Regions from separate parts of the Mus musculus genome. Here regions 1 and 3 are each linked to region 2. A link is a contact called in public HiChIP or PLAC-seq data. All regions are on one chromosome and are shown on one strand. The core of a region is the stretch at or near the end of the contact, and the rest is flanking DNA. Distances in the headings are between cores, read along the strand shown.

Region 1 (2,700 bases), core at 201-2,700, 470 kb after region 2:
TATAAATACAAAGAATATCCACATACAAACACAAACACAATTATACTGTGTATATAGAATGAAAAGATATGACAATAAAAGTATAGACATAATTTTACGTAGAAAAAAATTGTTTTATTCTGCTATAGAAAGTATTATCATAAAAAGTCATGCTTAGAGTTAAGGAGGTCAGGGCTTTCCATGATTGTAACTTCCAAGTTGGTTGACCCTCTTCAGATGGACACTTTCTCTCATCTCATGAAAAAGCTGAACAACTTTTCCAGGTGAATCAGTTCATAAGTAAATAAGCTAATAACTTTCCAAGTCCAGTGTGACGCTAAAAATCATACGTGTCATGAGGTGTTACCTTTCTGAACAAGTTTAATACAAAACATTTCAGATCTAGCTTCATGTTTGAATATCTTGGAGTTCTTAAAAACTATCAGTACCTGGAAACCAGCAACAACAATTCTGATTGATAAGTCAGCGATTGAAAAATCACTGATTGATAGACACTATTTTTAAAAGTGACCAAAGAAACTAAAATACAAAGCCAAAGTTAAGAACTATTCTTAATGTACTTCCAAAAATGCTAAAATGTTGAAGCATCTTTGAACGGTAAAGGGGTAAGTTGGGACAACAGTGTTATGTCCCTCTAACTGCAGAATTTGGAAGAAAATAAAATGACTTCTTAATTTATAACAGAATTACCTCTTCCATAGAATCTTCCCTTCCCAAGTTTATGAGACCAGCTGCCCCATTCTAGATTTTAAATTATTGGCATTTCTGAAGATGAAGTAACAGGGGAAGTGATGAACTTTATAAATAGACTGCCTAAAATATTTGCCATGAGGGGTCAAGATGTAGGCGAAGCTGGAAAAAGACTTTAGCTTGGGGATTAGCCAGAGGCCAACAGTTGTTAAATTCCCAAAACTTCCTTTAAAAAGAGACTAAGAATCCCTTTGAGAACATATTTTTTTTTCTCTTCATTGTATAGTAAGTGAAACCCAGAAAGGGAGAGGGGGGCTAAAAACACTGTACCTTTTTAGCCAAAATTAGGTCATGCCAACCACAGCAAATTGGAAGCTCTACTTAAATTGTAGCCTTGCAGGGTTGTTGTGGATCTTGTTGTCACGCACATGGTAAAACTGATGTCTCCAGATCGTGGGCTGCTGCTGGCTCTGCTGAGCAGGCCTGTTCTGCTGTCTGAATCTAACTGTCCAGCCTAGCTCTCCAGACTGTGACCCGAGGCCGTGTCTGGAAGGTATGCAGTAGACCACAGCTTTTGAAAAATACAAACAAACATCCTGTAATTTGGCAATTTCTAAAACAAAAAACAAAACAAAACAAAACAACAACAACAAAAAAAAACCACCACATTTCATTCTGCTTTATGCTGCTAGCATAACAAAATGGCAAAGGAACTAAGGACAGACAGTAGAGCACAGCAGTAGCAGGCAATGTTGCTGTTGGACAACTCTGGCAAAGACCTATTTTTATCCCCAAAGGAAAAGGAAGTAGAAACACGTACATAGCTCATTCCCTTATGCCCTGCCTATCTGATGGGATGGGACGGTAGAGAGAAGACATTCAGGAGGCGCTCCATTCATCCAACAAGTACTTCAAAGCATGGGAATGTCGGACCCACTGTAAAATGCAAGGTTTCTTCCGTTTTGTAAAAGGAACCCTTATTTCCTACTTACAGAACACAACATTTCCCTGGTATTTTAAAGTCATCATTATAGTGTTGCTTTGGCCATAATTGAAAACTATATTTCCATTATATTCAGGAAATTCACAATTTTTTTTCTATTTGCAGAAGATTTTTAACAAAATTCTAAGATCTATATGGTTTATAAAACTGTATCATAGCATCGCCTCACAGAATTTTTGTTGTTGTTGATTTTTGGTTTGGGGTTTTTTTTTTAATTTTACTTATTTATTTTCGGACTTATTGCTAAAGGAGCAACCTTTGTATCTGAAAACCCATATCTGTGGTGTGTCAACAAAAGAGGTTTCCTGTCTGAGGACCAATTACCAATTTATATGATTGATTGTCAGTGAAGTTTCCATTGCTGGCTTTTCATAGAATAAAGTTTCCATTGTTATGTAACCTTCCACCTGCTGTTCGCTGAGCTGAGGGATTGGGCGGGAGATTGAAGAAGTAAGCTACAGCTTGTCAGTAGAGAACACTGAAGTCACAGTTATTTAGAGTGGTAGTGAAATGTGTAAATAACACTATCCTCTGGTCTCCTTATATGCCAGTTCTATATTCTTGAAAATCAGAAATTAAAAGCCAGGTTTGTACTGTGTGAGGATTCTGGAAACCCAGCCTTACATATTCAAGACAGGTCTGAGGACTATTTGAGTATATCTTGTGCTGTCATTTTTGGTGTCCCTAGTATGGCTCATAGACTATATTGTGTCACTTTGTGCCCAGTAATACCAGCACAGCTCAAATGACAAATATATCGTATCTAAAAGTATATTACAATTAAGGTAGGAAATACAAAATTTATTTTCCTTGGGGACAGTTTATTTATTTATTATTATCTTTATTCACTTTACCTCCCAATCACAGCCACCTCCTCCTTTTCCTCCTCCTCCTCCTAGTCTCACCCTTACAAATCCCCCATCACTGCCCCTCCCCTTCCCCTCACAGAAGGGAAATCACCTGGGGTACCATCACACCCTGGGACATCTAGTCCTAGAAGGACTAGG
Region 2 (2,700 bases), core at 2-2,501:
GGTGACAATGCGATATCAGAATATGGTTATGCATCCTTTTCTCTGTTCATTTATCTCTTGTTTTCTTTTGTGGTATTTTCCCATGGAAGAAGTGTAAGAGGATTTGTCATCTCTCATAACTAAACCTTGGTGGTCTGACTCACCCTAATGGCTGTTTTATTTATCTGATTGCTGCTTTCTTTACCCAGTTATTCGAACATAAAGCTTGTTGAAAGAAAAGGAAGGACTCAGTAACGACCTTCTAAATTATGTGGCTTGAAATGAGGTAGGAGTTCACTAATAACAATTTAAATAAAATTCTCTTGATAGATTTTCAAATCAACACTGAAACAAATAATTAATTGGACCTATACAGGACATTCATGCTTACTTGTAAACATTTGCTATTCAAGAGGCAATAATTTAACTTGGAGTAATAAATATATTTTAGAAAAATCTGATTTCTTGTGACTTTAGCAGCCTTAATTTCCCATGGTTTTGTGTATTTCGAATATCCCAGAGTTTAATGAGATCATTCACAGGCTTATTTACTTGCACTTCTGCCTTTCCTTGAGGCGTTTCTAAATGCCCAAATCTATTAATAAGGATGAATAAATAGACACAAATGAGCTTATTTTCAGTCATTTACAATTTAGTCTACTATGGGCTAATCCTGGGTCCCCTATTCACCAACCCCAAACACAAGCCTTCAATTGTACAGGGGAAAGAGGAGGCATCTGGAGTTGACTTCAGTCGAAATATGAATTTAGACATTGAGAGCCATCATCTCCTTGAGAAAACTATCAGGTAAAATGCACTCATTTTCAGCCAAGCTAAATGCTTACGTCCAAGGATTGCACAACCCTGTTAAAGTCAGTAAGTGTCAAAGTCTTGAGCTGTGGACTAGACAACATTGCCCAATAACCACAATTAGGGTTTCCAGGGTCTGCTGTTCCTCTTTTGCAAATCTGAATCCTGCTTCCTATGCTATCTCTCATATGCATTATTCATGCAGATGTTGAAATAGTGACAATTGATGAGGAGAGCTCAGTAGTTTTGTGTGGCACTGAAATCACTGTGCAAACACTATCAGAAATGCATGCTCCAGAAAAATCATCTCATACCCACACTTTAAATGCACTTACTTTGGTGTGTTTTATAATTATACAGAAGAGTATTTTAATTAAGCTTTTGGTTTGTCCACGGCATGAAAGCTATCTTTTTCACCCTCAGTTTCAAGTTCCTTCACTGCCTAACCCTGATTTTACTTTCTTTTTCCTCCACTATCACATCTGCCACTTTTCAGTCAAGCCTGCACTTCTTGTTGCCTTGTGTCTGAGTCCCGCTCACCATTCTCGCTTATGCTTAAGTCTCTCACCCGGAATGTTCTGTCACCTCTCAAGGTATTGAACTTCACTGCCATTGATATTTATGATTAGTTATTTCTAATATCTTCATAAGCTATAGAAGGCAGCAATGCCTTAGGTGCCCAGTACCTGCTCTTACATCTGTGCCTTCCTGAGAAGGCCTACTTCTCCTTGACTTTATTGAAACTGATCTGCACACAGCTAAATGACCACATGAATTATATCTATCTAATCCAGTTTCTGTTTTGCAAATCTTATAAGTAAATTAATAAAAAGTTAGAACTTTTGTTAAAAACATTTAAAAATTTTAAAGATTTTATTATCAGATGGTTAATTAAACCTTTTTCAAGAACAGCAGATATGTCTTTCCTTTGGATAACAAGATTTGGGTCTTTTATCTCAAGTATTGTATACACATCTTGCATCATTCCGTGAATAAAACAAAAGTGGTCTACATATAACCCAAAATCTATGAGCAAAGCAAAATAATCTCCATGTATTTCCTTAAGGTTTAACAACATGAATCTCCAGCTTCCAGAGAAATTGGCTAGTTGACTTACTCATTTATTGCTTATGCCAACTCCCTGGAAATGTCTAAAAAAAGAATTTTAACAGAAGGTTAGTACAGTTTAGAAGGAATTCTAACATTTTCATCCATCCCTTCTATGCAGACCACACTTGTGTCCTGTGTAATCCTTTCCCCTCTTCACAACAGCTGTGACACCTCTTAGCGCCCATTCGTCTAATGCTATTCACAACTAATACTTCCCTTTTAGAGAAGTTTCCTCTTAGAGAAGCACTAGAGGGGGCCCGAGTGCAAATCAACGTGGGGTGCTACCTCAGCCTACCCATCAGCTACCCCCTCCGCACTTGTCAAATCCAACACTCAATCAGACCATCAACCAACCTAAAAGCATAAGCTACTCTATGCAACTGGTTCTAGTTGACACTTTCAGAAAATACAAAGAAATATGTCACGGAAAGAGGATGTACTGCTTTGATTACTCTCGAGCAATAGTCAGGAGTTCATGACATGTAGCAATTTGTAATTTTGCTGAGGCATGAAATTGAATTACATCTGGTGAGCAACCAGTTTTTTGCAAGAATCTCTTAGCTGGAGTGTGCCTAGATGACTGGTCCGCATATCTTCTCACAGTGGTTTATATATTCTTTGCTTGTGGTCAAGTTACTTCATAGTTATTCTCATGACATGTTAAAAAGCTACTTTCTTTGTAAGGAAAAAAATCTCTACAAATGAAGTTAGCTACTAGTTCTGGTGATGAAAGTGAAATAGCCACAAAGTGACTCAAGAAAAAAAGCAAACAAAACAAAACAAAACCCAGTCAAATTAAAG
Region 3 (2,782 bases), core at 44-2,543, 500 kb after region 2:
ATTAAATCAACAAGTATTATTTGACTGTACCCTGCCCAAAAGAAAATCCTTCCTAGTGAATAGCAGTCTCATTCATGGATGAGCGAAGTGTTCTGTAAACCACCAGGTAGCAAATACTGTTTGCATTGTGGTGTCTGACTCAGCTGTGGAGCTCTTCATAGGTGCTCTGGATGCAGCCAGAGACAGTAGATATGTATCTATATTCAGTAAGAAAGCTTTACTGACAAAACAAATATGCATTACAATTGTCTAGTGGACCACAATTTATAGACTTCTGGTGGACTGAAATAGACAAGAACTATGGAAATACAGAACAAAAATGTCATTTATGGCCTGAGAATGAAACTATCAAAGCACTATGAAAGAACAGCCAGGGGGTGCTGTATTTACCACTCAAGCTTGGAGAATGACCTCGCCAAGCAGGTAAAAATATGGGAACCACAGCATTCTAGAGGAAACAGAGTTTCCAAGGCTTGAGATAGAAAAAAGCTTGGCTGAAGATTCAGAACACACTTAAGATTTGAGCCTGGTGTGTGGCTTTAGAGTTATAAAAGACTCCACATCGTGTTGAACAACATCCTAAAACGCTTAGAGAGTCTGCTTCACTTAAGAGTAACTGGTCAAGATCTTACAGCAAAGGGTAAAAAAATGCCAAAGATCTAGTCTAGTCTCAAATTACTCCTTTTCAAAACAAAAACATGCTTCTTTCAATGATGATATGCTGCACCTAGCATAATTTAATGGCTAAAAGACCTAGAATTTACTTCATCTCCTTTTCCAGTCGTTTCCTATTGGAACCCATAAGAGATAGATAAGAGTTCACTTTTTAGAGATATATAAACCTATTTATAGTTCCAGCTCTATATGTTACCTTGGCTTAATACATACTGTAGTACATTACACTACACTAAAACAGTATAACTCTTCAGCAACTTATTTAACCTCTCTGAACCTCATTGGTAGAGTGAAGATTAAAAATAGTCACACACACACACACACACACACACACACACACACACACACACACATGCCCATTACAGTGCTAAGATATGAAGCCATGTATATGAAGTGCCCAGGATGTAAGTGCTCAGTGAATGCCCAGATCAGCTTCTCCAGTTGCAAACCACACTCTTGGAGCCATTGTATCTTATAGTCACTGTGATTTCTAGCAAAAGTTGTTGGCCTTTCACTTTGAGGAGTTCTACCATAAAAGAATGTCAGGAGGGGGTGGCACAGAGTAGAGCAGGAACACAAAGAAGCTCCCTTGCTGAGAATCATCATCCAGAACAGTGCTGCTGCAGAAAGGGTGGCCTGTGGGCAGGGAAGGAAGAGCACACACGAGACATGAGCAATGCACGCCTTGCGACAGGGAGGTTGGAAAGAGAGTCCTAGGTCCTGTGCATGTGGGATTGTTTTCAAATGTATGTTACTGACCAAATTATTTTTAAAATACTTTTCATCATTTTATCACTTCTACCTCCAAGCTTATGGTAACTAATATTTCAATCTCCAGTCTCTCCATCTTCTTGTTTCCTTGTTTATCCTTGACCCTTAAGGATTAGGCAATCATAGAGTCTTGGCCTTTTTCATGTTTTACACATTCTTTAGTTAGTGCTTGAAACAATTGGACTTTTAATTGGTTTATTATATGTTTCAATTTTATAAACAAGATATAATTAGAAGCCTGTTCGATCAGGAAGATATATATATATGTATATATATTCAGAATGCTAAGTAATCCTAAACCTATTCGCTCAGATGTTTGTACTGAATTTTTCATCTTCCCTACTTTGAAACAGCTAAGATAATTAAATTCCAATATATTCATCAACTTGATACAAAACAACATCTAAATAAATGAATAACTACAAGAAGGACGTATTTGCAGGTAGTACACTTAGGATCTAGGACCTAAAACAGCACATACACTTTCTATACCTACACCTACACCTGCATCTACACCTACACTTGTACCTACACCTAAGCCTACACCTAGACCTACACCTGCACCTATACATATATATGCCTGTAGCATTCCTTTGTTCCTTCAGATCTGGCTATTTGTTTTTTGCCCACAAAGAAAATTCTACATAATTATCAATGTGATAACTTGAACACAAATTAAAGACAATCAGTAACATTCCCCTTTTAGTCAAGAGAATCCTCTTACAAATTAAAATAATTCAGAGTTCATAGCAATTAAATTTTCTAGCATTCCTTCCTCTTGGGTTTCTAGATGTTTCTTCGCATGTAACAACTAAGGGGAGGTCTGCAGAAGTGTGTTCACTATAGATGTCATCTCTAATAGTTTGTATACCCTGAGGCTTTATCAGCTAAATCTGATTATTTTGTGCTGAACTAAAGAATAAAAAAAATTACAATTCCCTCAGATGACTCAAAAAAAGCTTCCTTTTACCTATATTCAGTTCTTTACATTTTAGCTCAAGTTACACAGGTATTTTCAGTGCAACTTCCCTTCAAGATAGTATCCAGAATTTGAACACATAAAAAAGGGCCGGTCACAATTCTAAATTTGGAGATAATATCTAATTACTTAAATAAAGTTTGATGAAGTTGTGACCAATTCAGTCTTCAAATGTAGAAGACTAGATATTTGAGAAATGCAAATTAGTTGCTTTGACAAAATAAGCTCTTGGTGAGTTCTGTCACCTGCCATGGAGAGCAGAGTTCTGCAGGCCCATTGTCAAAGGCACTTCCTTCCGCGTCGCCAGAATCAGAATGTTCCTACATGCCAGTTTTAGCTGAGACAGTACCACTGAGC

The links. HiChIP or PLAC-seq counts read pairs in DNA pulled down with a chosen protein or histone mark.
Region 1: an H3K27ac HiChIP or PLAC-seq map of microglia shows a contact between it and region 2, with 5 times the contacts expected there. The contact joins two enhancer-like sites. A contact is called at or near these places in 5 of 484 Hi-C or Micro-C datasets (B cells, germinal center B cells, granulosa cells and 1 more) and 2 of 115 datasets of contacts at active chromatin or transcription factors (bone marrow-derived macrophages and microglia).
Region 3: an H3K27ac HiChIP or PLAC-seq map of microglia shows a contact between it and region 2, with 5 times the contacts expected there. The contact joins two enhancer-like sites. A contact is called at or near these places in 4 of 484 Hi-C or Micro-C datasets (B cells, CD4 T cells, bone marrow-derived macrophages and 1 more), 6 of 115 datasets of contacts at active chromatin or transcription factors (the 230-238 cell line, acute myeloid leukemia, bone marrow-derived macrophages and 3 more) and 3 of 9 other capture datasets (bone marrow-derived macrophages, liver and macrophages).

The regions. Positions count from the first base shown.
Region 1 is chr13:83,543,806-83,546,505 of GRCm38.p6, forward strand. All of the region lies in intron 1 of Mef2c (myocyte enhancer factor 2C), which reads left to right. Among named protein-coding and RNA genes, the nearest start is that of Mef2c, 20 kb to the left of the region's middle. Within about 2 kb of position 1,451, at least 9 of the 459 cell types and tissues checked have an H3K27ac peak or open chromatin away from gene starts, as enhancers often do. A contact at or near this core is called in microglia, where this site is marked.
Region 2 is chr13:83,073,505-83,076,204 of GRCm38.p6, forward strand. All of the region lies in intron 2 of Gm33073 (a long non-coding RNA gene), which reads right to left. Among named protein-coding and RNA genes, the nearest start is that of Gm33073, 46 kb to the right of the region's middle. Within about 2 kb of position 1,252, at least 50 of the 459 cell types and tissues checked have an H3K27ac peak or open chromatin away from gene starts, as enhancers often do. A contact at or near this core is called in microglia, where this site is marked.
Region 3 is chr13:83,578,373-83,581,154 of GRCm38.p6, forward strand. The region is part of intron 2 of Mef2c (myocyte enhancer factor 2C); the gene reads left to right. Among named protein-coding and RNA genes, the nearest start is that of Gm52043, 46 kb to the right of the region's middle. Within about 2 kb of position 1,294, at least 7 of the 459 cell types and tissues checked have an H3K27ac peak or open chromatin away from gene starts, as enhancers often do. A contact at or near this core is called in microglia, where this site is marked.